Regions from separate parts of the Mus musculus genome. Here region 2 is linked to region 1. The links are chromatin contacts, called in public promoter capture Hi-C maps. All regions are on one chromosome and are shown on one strand. The core of a region is the stretch at or near the end of the contact, and the rest is flanking DNA. Distances in the headings are between cores, read along the strand shown.

Region 1 (7,845 bases), core at 4,062-6,561:
GTAAGCATGAGGTCTCCCGGAAATCTCTACCGTATCCCTGGCAGCCAAAATAGCTGCTGAGAGAGATGAAATGGGGAGGCTGGGTATGGAAAGATGCAACTCCCCCAGATGTGGGGAAAGGCCACACACAGACAGGTACCTGTTCCAGCATGCAGGACATAGGCTTTCTGCATTGGCTTCACCTCACAAGCTCACTCCCACTCAGTGACAGGGAGTGAAGCATTACCACAGGCAACTGCCTCTCCTTCAGTGCTCAGGGCTACGTGGAAAAGAAACAAGACTAGGGCCCTCTGTTCACTGTGTTTCTTCAGTGAGTTCTAAAAGCTGGGCACACTTGCCTTCCTGGTCCTGGGAGAGGCTGCCACAGGCCGGAAGCTGGTAGGAAAAGCTATGGTTGCTTGAAAGGGAGTGTCCTTTGAGGTAAAGACCTAAAGAAGCAAGTCTGACTTTAGTTTTTCCTTTCCACCGTATCTGCAGGGAGGACCACTCAGTGTACACGGAATGTAGAATTGAGTCTGCCATTGGTCTTCCCTCAAAGTCTTGGAGGCTTGGGACTGATATTGGGAGCATCTGGGCAGAGAAGGCCACAAAGACAGGGTGGTTTTTCTACACTGGGACATACTCGTGAGCATGCACAGAGGCGTGTCCCCAACTTCCCTGTCACCCCTGTCCTCTGCCGGCTAGAGGGGATGCGGGGGTGGACATATGCTGCTATTGGGCAGATATCACATGTTAAGAGGTGGGGGGGGGCTCAAGAGGCGGAGGGCTAGGAGCATCCCATGGGGAGAGGTTCTGGTTTTCTTGCTGCCTCTAGCTGCTATAAATACGTTAGCACTTGAGCAACTGGAAAGCTCTGAGTAATTTAGGATGCACAAAGCTGTAATTTAACTCCAGCATCTCAGTGTGCGAGAGCATTAAAGATGTAATTAAGATGTTTACACAAAGAGATTGGAGTCTGTGACACTTGGGGTGCAAAACCCCAGGAAGGGACACAATGGGTGAGGTGAGGATCTGTGGGAGGCCTGGGGACAGTCACTTGGATCCCAGCTATGAGATGGCAGGCCACCCAGCTGTTTCTCCTTGGAAATGTTTTGGCCTGGGGGTTGGGGGTGGGGCATCACACTTTGATATGGAGATGGGGCAACAAAGCCTGCAATATCTGGGGGTGGAGAGGTCAAGTGGATGGAGTCTTTTGAGATCATGTCAGGAAGAGGGCTCGATCCCCCAAAATCATGGTGACATATGGTGTCTCGGGGTTCACAGGAGCTATGTCTAAAATACAAAAGTAAAATGGTTTCCGTGGAGCACCAAGTACAGGGTGTGTGGAAGGGAAGGGGGAATCCATAAAGTCATGTGTGGGACCCACCTGTCCGGCTCAGAAAGATTTAGAGGAGAGTGACAATAGGGTGACCAGTGTGCCCAGGAACGCCCGAGTGTCCGTGCTGAAGGCTCCATAAGAGAGAGCTGACCCTCGGACTAGCATGACGGAAACATGGAGGGACTTAGCCTCCAGGTTCCCTGATAAAGGGTGGGGCTGAAGATAGATGGGGGCTGTGGGGTAGGACTGTAGGCAAGACTGAGGACCGAGTGCCCATGGGCCACACAAGTGGGTTACAGCTGGACCTGCCAGTGACAGATTTGCTCTTAGGGAGAACTCTCAGAAGGCTGGCAGAACTTCTCAGGGGCACAGGGTGAGCAAGTGGGCTGTGTGTTTCCACATTGTTAGTCAACCTCTTGGTTCAGGAATGTGGGTGCTGCCGACTCTTGGTATCCTGAAGAAAGCGCCTGGGAGCAAGGGTAACACCCAGGGACCAGGCATGATGAGCGGTGTAGATGAAGCCCTACTGCTTTTGTTGCATGATCCAGGCCTTTTCCTGAGGGGTGGGTTTGGCGCAGTGATGGGCACAGGGTGCTATATGGTGACACAGGCCACCTACTCATAGACTCTGCCTTCACAGTAACTTATCCCTTCTACCCACATTGTCCTGTTTCCTAGATCTTTTTCCTACTCTCTGAGGAAAATGCAGATTCCCAAATTCCCGTGTCTTTCCCAGGTTGTAGGATTGATTGATATTGAGGTGAAAGGTTTCGGTGGTTCTGTTCTTCTTGAGGAATCAAACCTTAGGGGACTCTCCTGGCTGTCCTCAGTGGTGAATGGACAGAACTGCCCCCATTGCTGCTTCTGAAATTGGCAATTGGGTCCCTCTTAAGAAGGCCCTCCCCACTCTCTACAAGCAATCGCTTGCACATTTTCTCTCTCTCTCCCTCTCCCCCCTCCCCCTCCCTCTCCCTCCCCCTCCCTCTCCCTCCCCCTCCCTCTCCCTCCCCCTCCCCCCTTCCCCCTCCCCCCTCCCTCTCCCCCCTCCCTCTCCCTCTCCCTCCCCCTCCCCCCTCCCCCCTCCCTCTCCCCCTCCCTCTCCCTCTCCTCCCCCCCCCCCATGCATGAAATCTCTCTGTGAATAGCAACCAGAGCAGCAGCGGTGGCTGGAAGTGGGTGGTATCAGGTGGATGTGGATGGGCGCCTTCAAAGAAGTCCTTCTCTTGTTTAATACAGTGAAGTGTCACCTTGGAGCTAGAGTGGACAAAGTAATCCCATTGCCCGGCTGCAGGCAGACAGACAGTGGGGATGCCTTCGGAATGTAAAGGGACGCTCTCCTGCAGTGCTCTGACCTTCTGCAGACTGCTAGAAACAGTTCCCTCTAGTCCAGCATCCCATCAGCGAACCCACCCACACTGTACTTCATTCTGTATGGAAGAGAAAGATGACAAGTGGGGGGAAAATGAGAAGTATTATGAGTGAGGGCCCTATGTGTCCACATCTTTATATTTACAGCTAAATAGAAAGGCCAAAGGTTAAGCCAGGGAATGCATGGGGCATGGGGTGATGGAAGGCCCAGGAAGAAGCTGTCTCTTTGATAGCCTGTGAAGCTATGCTCCTTTGACAGGACTCTCTCTCTCTCTCTCTCTCTCTCTCTCTCTCTCTGTGTGTGTGTGTGTGTGTGTGTGTGTGTGTGTGTGTGTAGTGGGGCTTCTCACAGAGTGCCTGAGGGAACCCCCAGGACATCCTGGCCTCTGAGGGCTCAAGACTTGGGGGATAACTACAGGTGAGACAGCTGTGGTTTCCCAGAGGGCACTCATGAGAGGCCATCAACACTGAGAAAGGAGCAGAGTCTGTGAGCACCAGGTGCAGAGAGAGGAAGAGGATAGGGAAAAGCATGGAGTCCCTTAGGTGTGACCAAGTATGATAAAAGCAGATGCCATCCCACCTGGGACTAGGGCTGTCCTTGGCATGCCAGCTCACTTCACCCTCAGAGCTAGTAGGCAGTGGTCACTGGCCCTTACTCCTTAACTTGGGTCCTGCAGAGACAGATCAAGGTCAGGGACAGGACTCCTTAAGGACATCTGGGTAACCCTCCTTCTCCAGGCCTCCAAGGTGATGGGAAGCAAACATGCATGGTTAAAATAAGAATCTTCGAGACGGACTGGAGAGATTGTTCAGTGGTTAAGGCATGTAGTGCTCTGGCAGAAGACATCCATGTCAGGTGGATCACAACCCCTGTATCTCCAGCTCCAGAGGACCACTCTTCCTGCCTCCAGAGGCATGTCCACTTGTGTGTGTACAATCCTGTGCATACAGATGATTTTACAAAGAACAAATAAATTTTTTTTTCAAGAATCCAAGAGCAAAGCCCAGTGAATGCTAGAGCCTTCATTCAAGAGAGGCATTACAAACTGGGTAGGAGTCAAAGGTGCTGAGACTTACCTGAGAAGACAGTTTCCTCCCCTAGCCCCTGCTCCAGGCACAGGACTGTGCATTAAACAGCCTGCTTCTCAGACCATCCCAGTTTGCACTTCTCAATTCTCACGGTACATCTAGGAACGTGACATCCTTGGAACTTGGTTGGACCCCTGAACAGCAGACCTGAGATCCCTGTATGTCAAACAGGGACCAGTAGGAGGTGGGAAGCTAGAGCCCTTTGAGGTCCCCCAGAAGTCTGGTTTCTATATTATATCTGGCATTGAGAAGCTGGAACCTGCAGGCAGGGGAAGCTGGGAGGGGTGGTCTTTCTCCAAGGCTAGGGATTCTATCTCTGATGGCTCAGGCTAGCTCTGATCAGTAAGTTACCGCCTGGGCTAGTGTCTTAGGGTTTCTGTTGCTATGGTGAAACACCAGGACCATAAACAACTTGGCGAGGAGGAAAGGATTTGATTTCAGTTTACAGTTTCACATTGTAGCCCATCACTGAAAGAAGTCATGGCAGGAGCTTGGATGCAGGAGTCGGTACAGAGGCACCATATAGGGTGCTGCTTACTGACTTGCTCCTCATGGCTTACTCAACGGCTTTCTTATACACCCCAGGACCACCTGCCCAGGAGTAGCACTACCCACAGTGACCTGGGCCTTCCCAAATCAATTACCAATCAGGAAACTGCACCACAGGCTTGTCTACCAACCAAAGGGATGGGGGGTCTTCTCAACTGAGGGTCTTTCTTCCTAAATGACTCTAACTTGTGTCAAGTTGGCATAAAAATACCCAGCATAGCTTAGTCCTTATATTTAGTTGCAACCTCCAGACAGCTTGAACTCCTACTAGCTTGGAAGCAGAGAGAATCGGTCACAGGAGGACGTCCTCCCTAGTGTCCCCCACCGTGTGTAGTTTCTAGAATGTGCAGGGGGGCTAGCAGGGCAGGAGGGGGTCCAGGATGCTGATGATGTCACTAGTGAGTCCCGGAGCCCATTAAGCTTCTCACTGGCCCCTGGATTCCGAGTTCCGCCAGACAAATGAACCTTCTAAATAATATTTCCTGGTGGATCCACATAGGGGAGACACAGATCCTCACAGTGGCCTAAAAGGTGACAACAGCAAACATTACCCAAAGTGGTCAGAAATGTAAACAGGCCAGTTCTAGGGCTGTGGAGGGTTTGAAAAAGACCGAGAATCTGCCTGGAGGGTGGTGAGCTTGGAGAGAGGCTGACTTTCTCTTACCTGGTAGGTAGAAAGCTTGGAGAGAGGCTGGGACTCTCTCCTCTCTCTTGCCTCCTGCCGCACCCCGCTGAGAATATTGGGTACCAAGCTCTCTGTTCTGGGAGATGTTTCTTGAGGCTCCCACGCACATCACCACATGATCTCCAGCCTAGACCTCTCCATCAGAGGCTTGGCCTGGCCCAGAGCAAGACAGGAGGGTCCCTGGGCCAGGCACCCACTGCCTCTTCCATTCTCCCTGGCACCAGGTGCTTTGGTCTATCAGGTGACTGGCAGGCCTCAAGATTCCTCTGAGAGTTCAGGTCTGACATCACAGTGCTCCAGACATCCCTCTTACCACCCACCTTGATTGTCCCAGAGGCTGAGATTTGGGCTAGGTTCTATTTTGCAAAGCTACACACACACACACACACACACACACACTGCTTCCTTCAGTCCATCTGGGTGCTTCTACGAGCACTTCTTCAGTCAGCCTGTTTATAGTGCAGTGGGATGCGGTGGGGGGTGGGGGTGGGGGAGTAGGGAGGGGAGCTCTCAGATCCTGACACAAGAGTTATTGACATGTGGCATCCTTTCTTCCAGACCTCACTCAGAGAGCACAGGCTGAAGCAAGCATTTTCTGTGTGTCTGACATGTGAGGGACAGCCTGCCTTTCAGGACCCACTCTGCTGGCTTAGAGAAAGGGTACTGACCAGAGCTGCTTCCAAAGTTTTAGTCAGGGGAGGCTGCCTAGAGAAGGCACAGAGACATACATGCCCAGTCACTTTCTCTTTCTGCTTGCTGGCCAGGATGTGGGTATGGCTCTGGCCAGCCTATGACTTTTCCCAAGAAATCCCGTGGAAGTTAGCTCTCTCTCCTAGCAAGCTCCGTGGTACCCAGAAGATCTCACAGTCCAGACAGATTCCCTTGTGGTGACCACTCAGGCTTTCCCATCTCAGAGGCAGCTGGAAACCCAGCACAGTAGGTCCCTCATCCACAGCCTGGGGACGAACTTCTGCAGTCATACAATTTAAAGCTTTTTTTCTGGATCCTGGAGCCCCTTAGATCTAAAGCTGGAGATGAGAGCTAACCCCTCAGAAGCTGTCCAAGGAAGGGGACTTAGCAAAATCATCTTAGAGGCCTGGCACCTATGAGCCTAGAGGAGTCAAGATGGTGAGAATAGATGGAAACCTGTCTGCTTGGTACCCAGGCACCCATCTGACATGACCCAGGAGGGCAGAAGACAGGCTTAGGCAAAGGCTGAAGGTTGGATGAAGGCCCAGAGTCCAGCTGCCTGCACTGGTGGGGCTGGAATCTGTGTCTTGCCATGGCTATGATCCTGCTGGATGTCACAACTCAGGGGGCTGCCTTGTGACCTGGAAGGGGAGGACAGGAAAACACCCAATCCTGGTACAGGTCACCCTCACAATGACTTCCCCTGGTCACCCCTCACCCGACTGCTCTTATGATCCCTCAGGACCCTCAGCCTTTCTCTTCCAGACTCACCTGGCTTTTCATCTTTGACCCAGCCAATAGGTTCTCGATTTTGACTAAAACAAGGCAAAGGGAAGCCGAGCATGATGTGTCTGTCTGCCACCCCAGCATTTTAGAGGCACAGACAGTAGGATTGTGAGTTCGAGACCCAGCTGAACTCCATCATAGGAAAAGCCTATCTAAAACCAAAACAAGGAGGAAGACAAAATTGAGGAGGGGAAGAGGGGAAAAAAGGAGCCAGGCATAGTACCTGAGAGTAACTTCTCATGTCCTGCACCCAACCTCCAGCCCGATGCATAGCACCTGCTACACTCCATGTCTGTCCATCCACCCTGTCCTTCTGCTCCTTTGTCAGAGAGGCACGGGGACCGATCCAGAGCCACACAGCCGGGAAGCAGGATGGCAGGGGGACGGCTTGGGAATGCCTGGCTCTTGGTAGAGCTGATACCCGGGAAGGCTGCCGGCTTCTTACTCCCCAGGACATTTTCTGATCAGACTGACACCTCCTGCCCCATCAAATAGAAAGCCAACTCCCCTTGACCCAGATGAGCACAAAAAGGCATTGAGCAGCAGGTCAGAAAAGAGTCGGAGTTTATGCCTGGAAAGTTGGCTCAGAGGAGAAGCCTCACCTACAATGGGGAAACCCACAAATATCCACAGCGCCCCTCAACTCAAGGGCATGGGGTAGGTATTGGCGGCTGGCAACTCTGGCCCCAGAGTACTTGATCCAGGAGTAGGGAAGGGTGTGGTGATCCCAGTCACCCTTAATTTTCGAGATTCTGCATGCTTGTCCCATCCGGGAGGCAGAGGGTCACCTACCTGCACTGCACAAGAGATCCTGACCACAGACTGGGAGTCTAAGTCTTCCAGCTGGGCTGGGAAATTCCAGACAGATAAGGTCTAGAAGTGGGGGTTCTGGAGCCTGACAGGTCCCCAGCAGGGACGCAGAGTCCAATCTACCTTATAATTTTTCATAGCAACTATGATGCCACCTGCTGGCAGCTCCAGGCACTGACAGCATCAGACAAGTCCTTTGGGTTGGCCCAAGCAAGAGTTGTCTTCTAGCCTTGTCCTTTGATCTCCCCCCTCTCCCCACCCTCCCCTGTCTCCTCCCTTCCCCTCCCCACTTCTTTCCTCCCATAATCTCCTCTCCTCTCCTCTCCTCTCCTCTCCTCTCCTCTCCTCTCCTCTCCTCTCCTCTCCTCTCCTCTCCTCTCCTCTCCTCTCCTCTGCTCTCCTCAACCCCGACCATTCTCTCTCATGAACTGGCACTGCACTGCCACCAACTAGAGCGTGAACCCCTTACCTCTATGCCCTGAATGCCCCTCTCACCTCCCCCTACCCATGCTGCCACCCTTTCTCTCTTGGTCAGGGTCCAGCAGATCCC
Region 2 (6,913 bases), core at 3,153-5,652, 1.1 Mb after region 1:
GAACCTCTCTTGCTCTAGGCTGACTCCCCGACCACCCACCACTCAATCCCATGGTTCCCCGGCCCCATAGCCATGGTGGCAGTGGTAATAGCAGCAGCAGCAACAGTATAAGGAACTTCCTAGCAAGACACATGAAGATAAGAAGGCAAGAAACAAAATCGTTTCTGTCAGACCTCCTATCATCTGAGCAGCCACTAGGAAGACGTTAGCATCCACGTTAGAAATGTGCTTTCTCACAGTATGTCCAGCCGTTTATCTCTTAGTTGATTCCATTTGCAGTCAAGGGCCACCATAGTGGCACATACCTTTAAGCCCAGCATTCCGGAGACAAAGACAATCAGATCTGAGTCTGAGGATAGCCTGCTCTACAGGGACTTCCAGGTCAGCCAGGGCCATTTAGTGAGACTCTGTCTCAAAAACAAAACAAAAACTGAGGCTGGAGAGATGGCTTTAAGAGCACTTGCTGTTCTTGGAGGACCGGTGTTTGGTTCCCAGCATTGGAATTGGGCTGCTCACACCACCTGTGTAACTCCAGGTCCAGGGAATCAAATGTCCTCTTTTGGACTCAATGGGCACTGTATACACACACACTTAAAAGAAAAAAAGCTCCATCCAGTCAAGTTGACAACCAAGATTAACCATCATGACACACAACATAAAACTGGACTCTGTGGTCTCTCTCTCAAGTGAGACTTTTCAGACTTGTCACAGTTTCACCCTTTGTGACCTTGAGTCCTTGCTGACAGTTTGTCTGGCCTCTCAGAGTCTTTTTCAGGACCTTCTCACCCTTCTCAGAGAGCAGCTCAAGACTGAACCCTGTAGTATTGTGAGCGTCTGTTTCAAAACAGGGGGGTTGGAGCTTCAGCGCTAACTCAAGTGGTAATGTGACTGAGGTACAGACAGGGGGATCGAACTTAGATCCCTAGAACCTACATTTTTAAAAATCTAGGGATGAAGTGGGGCGATGGTGTCTCACGCCTTTAATCCCAGCACTCGGGAGGCAGAGGCAGGCGGATCTCTGAGTTCTATAGCATGAGTTCCGGGACTGGCAGGGCTACACAGAGAAACCCTGTCACGGAAAACAAAAACAAGAACAAACAAAACAAACAAAAAACGCAGGTACAGAACTGTAGAGAGGTCTCAGCAGGTAAAGCATGGGTCCTGTGAGCACTAGAACTGGAGATGAGACTCTCTAGAGTCCACATAAAAGCCAGGAGGTTCCCAGACGAGGGGACCCCAGTCTGCCTGTAACCCGGACCAGGCAGGTGAGAAGGTCCAGGTTTAGCTTGCGACTTTGTTTTAATATATATGGAGGAGAGGAGGCTGGCGACTTGGCTCAAAGGGTAAAGGTGCCTGCTACCAGGCAGACAACCCAAGCTGGATTCCAGAGAACCACTAGGTAGAAGAGCAAGGGAATCCATTCCCAAACATTGCCCTTTGACCCCTCAACACCAGTGATGTGTGTTAAGTTTCAAACCTGGGATAAATGACTGAGGTACTTAACGTATTAAACCTGACCTATTAACGCTGACCTGGCTACCAGGTTTCCCAGCATCCCTTAGTCCCTGTTACAGGGTAGGAACTAAGGCATGTCTGCCTTCTAGCCACCTCCTGCCCCACCCCCTCCAGCTGGGTTGCTCTTGCTATATAATCCAACCATTTTGGTTGCCTGTCCTCTTTCATCTTTTGCCCTTTCGCCTGCTTGCACCTTGTTCCCCTCTCTTCCCTCTCGCTTCCCCTCCTCCTCTCCCCACATGGCTCAGGGTCACATCTACTCTGGGCTCTCCCAGATGTCCCTGTCTTTGCCTACAAGCTCCTTTTTACCTACAATAAACTTTCTTCTCCATCCTTAGGAGCAGCCAGGGCCTTTCCTTTGTGTTTCTTGTCTTCAGTGGCTGTGGGTGTATCGAGAATGAAAACACACCAACAGAATAAACTAAAAAGCCAGGCAGATGTGCATGTGATAATCCCAGTCCTGGGGAGGTGGAGGCAGGCAAATCCTTGAGGCTTGATGGCCAGCGTGAGTGTGATAGTACACACCCTTAATCTAGAACTGATCTCTCTGAGCTCGCAGTCTACACAGTGGCCTACACACACACACACACACACACACATACACAGAAAGACACCATACATACACACACACACACCACAGTCACACTCCCCCCTCCACACACACACACACAGAGGAGAAAGGGCCTACCATGCATGGAACCCAATTTCACACCTCAGATTTGGCTCTGGTTTTCTTTTCTTTTCTCTTCTCTTCTTTTCTTTTTTTTTTTAAGATTTATTTTATTTATATGAGTACACTGTAGATGTCTGCAGACACACACCAGAAGAGGGGGCATCAGATCTCATTACAGATGGTTGTGAGCCACCATGTAGTTGCTGGGATTTGAACTCAGGACCTCTGGAAGAGCAGTCAGTGCTCTTAACCGCTGAGCCATCTCTCCAGCCCCGGCTCTGGCTTTTCAAAGTAGGACCTATTAAAGCAAATCTTTCCCAAACTGTATCTTAACCCACCTGGTCAACCAGTTGTCTCCGATAAGATGGATGTGGCTTCACCTCACCAATGACCATGGAAGATGTCAAGTAGAGAGCAAGGGATGGACCATGGAAATGCCTCAGGTGTCTTCCCACCTCAACCTCGCTGCCTCAGGTTACGCCGATGTAGAGCCAGCAGCTGTCAAGAACCAGGTCAAGTGACAGCTGTGCTCTGATGAGAGTCCCACATCAGTTGTAACACCAAGGTGTATCCCCCTTTGATAGCTAGGTTCCCTCACTTTCACCGTTCCCTCAGTAGCCATAGAGAGAAGGAACAGAGAGAGAATGGACCCAGCCTTCTTGTCCTCCATTTTGCTCTGACCTCTGGGTTTGATAATGCAAGAGAGGAATCTCCTTCTAGGGCACATTTGGCCTGCTAGAGCACATCTGGCCTGCTACTATGCCTGGAAGGCACCAAGCTCTGCCTCTTGGCAGAAGTGGCTTCTGTTTGCATAGTTATGGCTCATCCTGGTGTAGGTCCATAAGGCCCTTTTTCTCTACCAAGAGAAATGACTGGAGGTACTGACCCCAGACTGCCCGCAGATTTTGTGGTTCCTCTTGGGTACTTGGCTACCCAGAAACTGTCAGGAGTCTCCTGTCGGTGCCAAAGCTCTGAGAAGTAAACAGGCATCAAGTGAGGCCTTGGGTATTGATGGGTGGTTGATACTTATCTTTAAAGATGACAGATCCCTCTACATAGGCTGGGAAACACAGAACAGCTAAGGATCTTTCAGTCGTACAAAAGAGGAAGAAGGCTAGTATCCAGCTCCCACATGAAGCACTTCAAACACCCTTGTCTACCTACCCCAAACTCTTAGACAGGTCCAGATGCCTTCACTCCCTCATCCATGAAACCAAAGCTTTCCTGATGCCTCCTAAACTGGACTAGGAAGCATCTGACAAGGGGGTCCTTTCCTTAAAGCTGTGAAGCCAGGCATGGCAGCACATGCCACCTTTGATCCCAGGAATCCAGGGCTATGTAGGGATACACTGTCTCCAAAAAGGACAAGGTTTGGAAAATATGCTGACTGTTCATCTGAGGTCTCAGATTCCTAGAGTTAGTTTTAACCTGTGTCCTCAAATACTGCTGAGGAGAGGGCTCTGTAACTAACCATCTTGTGTTGTCTACAGGACATAGGTAGGACTGAGTTTGCAATCTCTTTGCCAACAGAGCCAACGGATTCTGGGCACTGTAACGACTGAAAAGTGTTACTTTGTGCCATTCGAGGTGCTTTGGCTGAGCCAGATCTTGGCACTCCACTGTGTATACATACCTGAGCAAGTATATTCAGGCCCACATTGATGTACTGTGACTTACAGACTGGCCATCTACAGCCCCAGGCTGCTGTGTATTACTTGTGCCTACATGTATATACCAGCTTTTCATGCAGTGTGCCAGGGTTAAGCCCATTCTCAGGAGAGGAGCGCCTGCTACTCTTTCAGGAAGTACTTGTGTGGTGAAACAAGGGGACTTTCCTGAGATAATCCCTGTCAGGCACACTCTCTTCTGATCAGGTGCCAGAGAAAGAGTAAGGTCCTGGGGTGTAGAATAGCATAGAGCTTGCCAGGAGTCACTTTGACTCCTATATTACCAGGACATTTTAGAAAAGTGGTCCTTAGTCCAATCCTGACTGGGATCCTGTGACTTTTGCCTTCTATGTGCACAGGCTCCCATACTGGATCAGATAGGTTTGGACTTGTCACCTCCGAGGCCACCCCCTCCAGGCAGCCCTCCGAAGTACTCAACCTGCTCCGCCCCCAGACTTGGGGGGGGAGGGGAGAGTTCTAGGGGTCAAGGGTCACCAGGCGGGCTAGATCCCGGAAGCGGAAGCACGGTGTACTTCCGGCGCGCAGCAGGCGGCCATGTTGGAGCGGCGGAGGCGGCGCAGAGGTGCGTCCTGGGTCCCCGCGGCGGCGCCGGTAGGTTGGAGCCGCGGGCCTAGCGGTGGTGCGGAGTGGCTGCCCATGAGGCCACAGGGCGGCAGGGCGAAGGGACTGGGTGGCCGGCCCTTCCGGGATCCTCATTTTCCCAGGGCTTGGCCGAGACACCCCACCCCTACCCAGGACCCCACCCTGGGGGTTCTGAGGATCCTGTCGGGCGACCACTGCCCACCTTACACATTTCGCCGCCGCCGTAACCCCGACTCCCCGTCGCCGTTCAGGCCCCGGGGCCTCGGTCTCCCCGCCTGAGGGCCCCGATCTGCCCCTGATCCCAGTCCGCCCGATTAGTATGCCCGCCCCCAGTCTTCTGTCAACTTCCTGTGCTGGCCCCAAAGGAATGTGTGAAGGCAAAAGTCAGCCTGGCTGCAGCCTCTGTTTACAAAGCTTCTTGAGAGCCAAGAAGCACCCTCCCTCCCATGGGCTCAGAATGACCTAGGCAAAGAGCCCCTTGGTCCCCGCCCCGTAATATGAGCGCCGGAGGTTTGGGGTGGGAGGTAGGTCGTCCCCCTCTGTCCTACAGTTCATAGCCCACCCATTCAAAACATAAATAAATAAATAAATAAATAAATGAAAGCATTAACTTGGATTGTACTTGAAGAGCATCCTCTGGGGAGGGGAAGTGCCTCAGACACCTGAGGATCCAAGAATGTTTCCAAACAAAGAGCCCCAGGGCACTTTCTCCGGGGAGTCTGAGGACTGTGTGTCTGCTTCATTAGAGCTGTGCAGAGCGGCGGCACAGACGGGCTCCTAGACTCCAGGGACCTGTCTCATCCCAGCTGATCTTTTAACGCTCCGGTGCAGCTGGGGAATTTACCTTTTGACTCGGGAAGCCCTCAGATGCTGCGTTGGAGTGCTGGGTGTAACTTCTGAGTGACAGCCATGGCTTCCTTAAGGAAGCATAGGACGATTTGAGTGGTCCCAGACAGCTGCATCTGTTGGGACCACTAACATCTAAGGTCTGTTGCCTTTTAAGCGCTACGGCTTGGCCTACCTTCCTAGTTGGAATCTTTCCCTGTCCTTTGTCGTCAAACCTTGAACTCCTTGGTCTCGTTGCCTGGTCTCTTGCTTGCCTTAGAGATGTTTGCAACTGTCTTTTTTTTTTGGGCGGGTCTGTGTCTTATATTGGGTTTGAACTCCAAGACTAGAGCTAGGAATCAGGTCACTGAGTATCCTGTCTATAGACTCTGGTAAGGAGATGAGCCACCCCCTGCACTGGAACGTTGGCAGTTGGATGAACAGTGGTGGGGTGGACATCAGGTGGTGTAAGTCTGGGTCTTTGGGCCTATGTTCAAAGGCCTTAGTCTGTCTTCCTCAGCTACAGCCTGGCCTTCATCCATATGGTCCGTACTCTTCTTTACTTGATAGCCTCTGCAGGAGTTGCTACCCTTTTTGCTCCATTTGTACCTGCTCCTTTTTTGGTTGGCACGCAGACAGATAGGTAGATGTTACTGCTTCCAGGAGTCCTTCCCTAACCTATTAGAAGCTGGCTTGGAGAGCACCATCTGCTTCTAAGAACCTTTAATGGCAGCTGTGTCTTCACTTCCGGACTGGGTTCTTTGAGGACTGAGGTATTTGCTTATATTCCTGGGACTGAGTCTAGATATTTAGAACACCAGGAAAGAAAAGAATCAAAAGGAAACAGGCGTGGTAGTGCACAGTGTTGGGCAGCTGAGCAGCAGATCGTGTGCATCGACACGTTCCAGACCGGGAGCATAGCAAGCTCCCTGTCAAAGAGGAAAGAGTAGGATGTAGCTGAGCTCTTGGCGCGCGTTTGTGATCCTAACAGCTGGGAGGCTTCAGGAGGAGGAGTCTGAGTTTGAGGCCAGTTTGGACCTCATGGCAAACTCCAGAACAGCCAGACCTGTACTGTAGTGAGACCCTTTGTACTAATCAACTAAGCGCGATAGTAGCACTTGCCTGTAATCCCAGCACTTGAGACAGAGGGGCTGGGGGTCCAAGGCTGGCCTCAGCTCTATACAGAGTTAGAGATCAGCCTAGCTGATGAGGGACCTTGACTTAAAGCCAGAAAAGAAAAATGCCATTGCATTAAAACGAGCTAGATCTAAGTCTCCACAGAAGCCCGGTGGTAGGGTAGATGGTCTGAGGTGCTTCTGAGCATATATCCCAAAGAAATGGCCCAACGTGGTAGAGATGGTCAGGAGACCCTGGAGAGATTTATTCTGGCCAGGCCTTTCTGTCGCAGAGGGAGGGAGCCTGGCTCAAGCCGCCTGCCTTTTTTTTTTTTTAAGCTCTGTGTCCTGGTACCATTCTCATCGACTCTTTTCTTCTTGCTTTGGAGGTGCCAAGTGCTGGTTTGTGGATACCCAGGCAAGCCTGCAGTGCCCAATGCCATGAGCATGGTAGTGCAGCCTGTGGAGGAGAAAGCTGTGCACTCGTGGTCACGTATCTCCACGGCAGGGAAGAA

Evidence for each region. Promoter capture Hi-C pulls out the DNA fragments that hold promoters and counts their contacts.
Region 2: a promoter capture Hi-C map of pre-B cells shows a contact between it and region 1, with 5 times the contacts expected there. The contact joins the promoter of Ccdc71 here to the promoter of 4930429P21Rik in region 1.

The regions. Positions count from the first base shown.
Region 1 is chr9:107,348,747-107,356,591 of GRCm38.p6, forward strand. It overlaps 4930429P21Rik (a long non-coding RNA gene), which reads right to left and starts at 5,312. Exons shown (of 5, transcript XR_003948243.1): 1 at 4,989-5,312; 2 at 3,267-3,357; 3 at 2,671-2,745; 4 at 2,468-2,572; 5 at 460-2,182. 6430571L13Rik (RIKEN cDNA 6430571L13 gene) reads left to right here. Exons shown (of 6, transcript NM_175486.3): 6 at 1-937.
Region 2 is chr9:108,456,151-108,463,063 of GRCm38.p6, forward strand. It overlaps Ccdc71 (coiled-coil domain containing 71), which reads left to right and starts at 4,403. Exons shown (of 2, transcript NM_133744.5): 1 at 4,403-4,467; 2 at 6,788-6,913. The coding sequence starts at 6,840. It overlaps Gm51295 (predicted gene, 51295), which reads left to right and starts at 2,944; the gene lies at 2,944-3,010. It also overlaps a transcript of Klhdc8b not described here.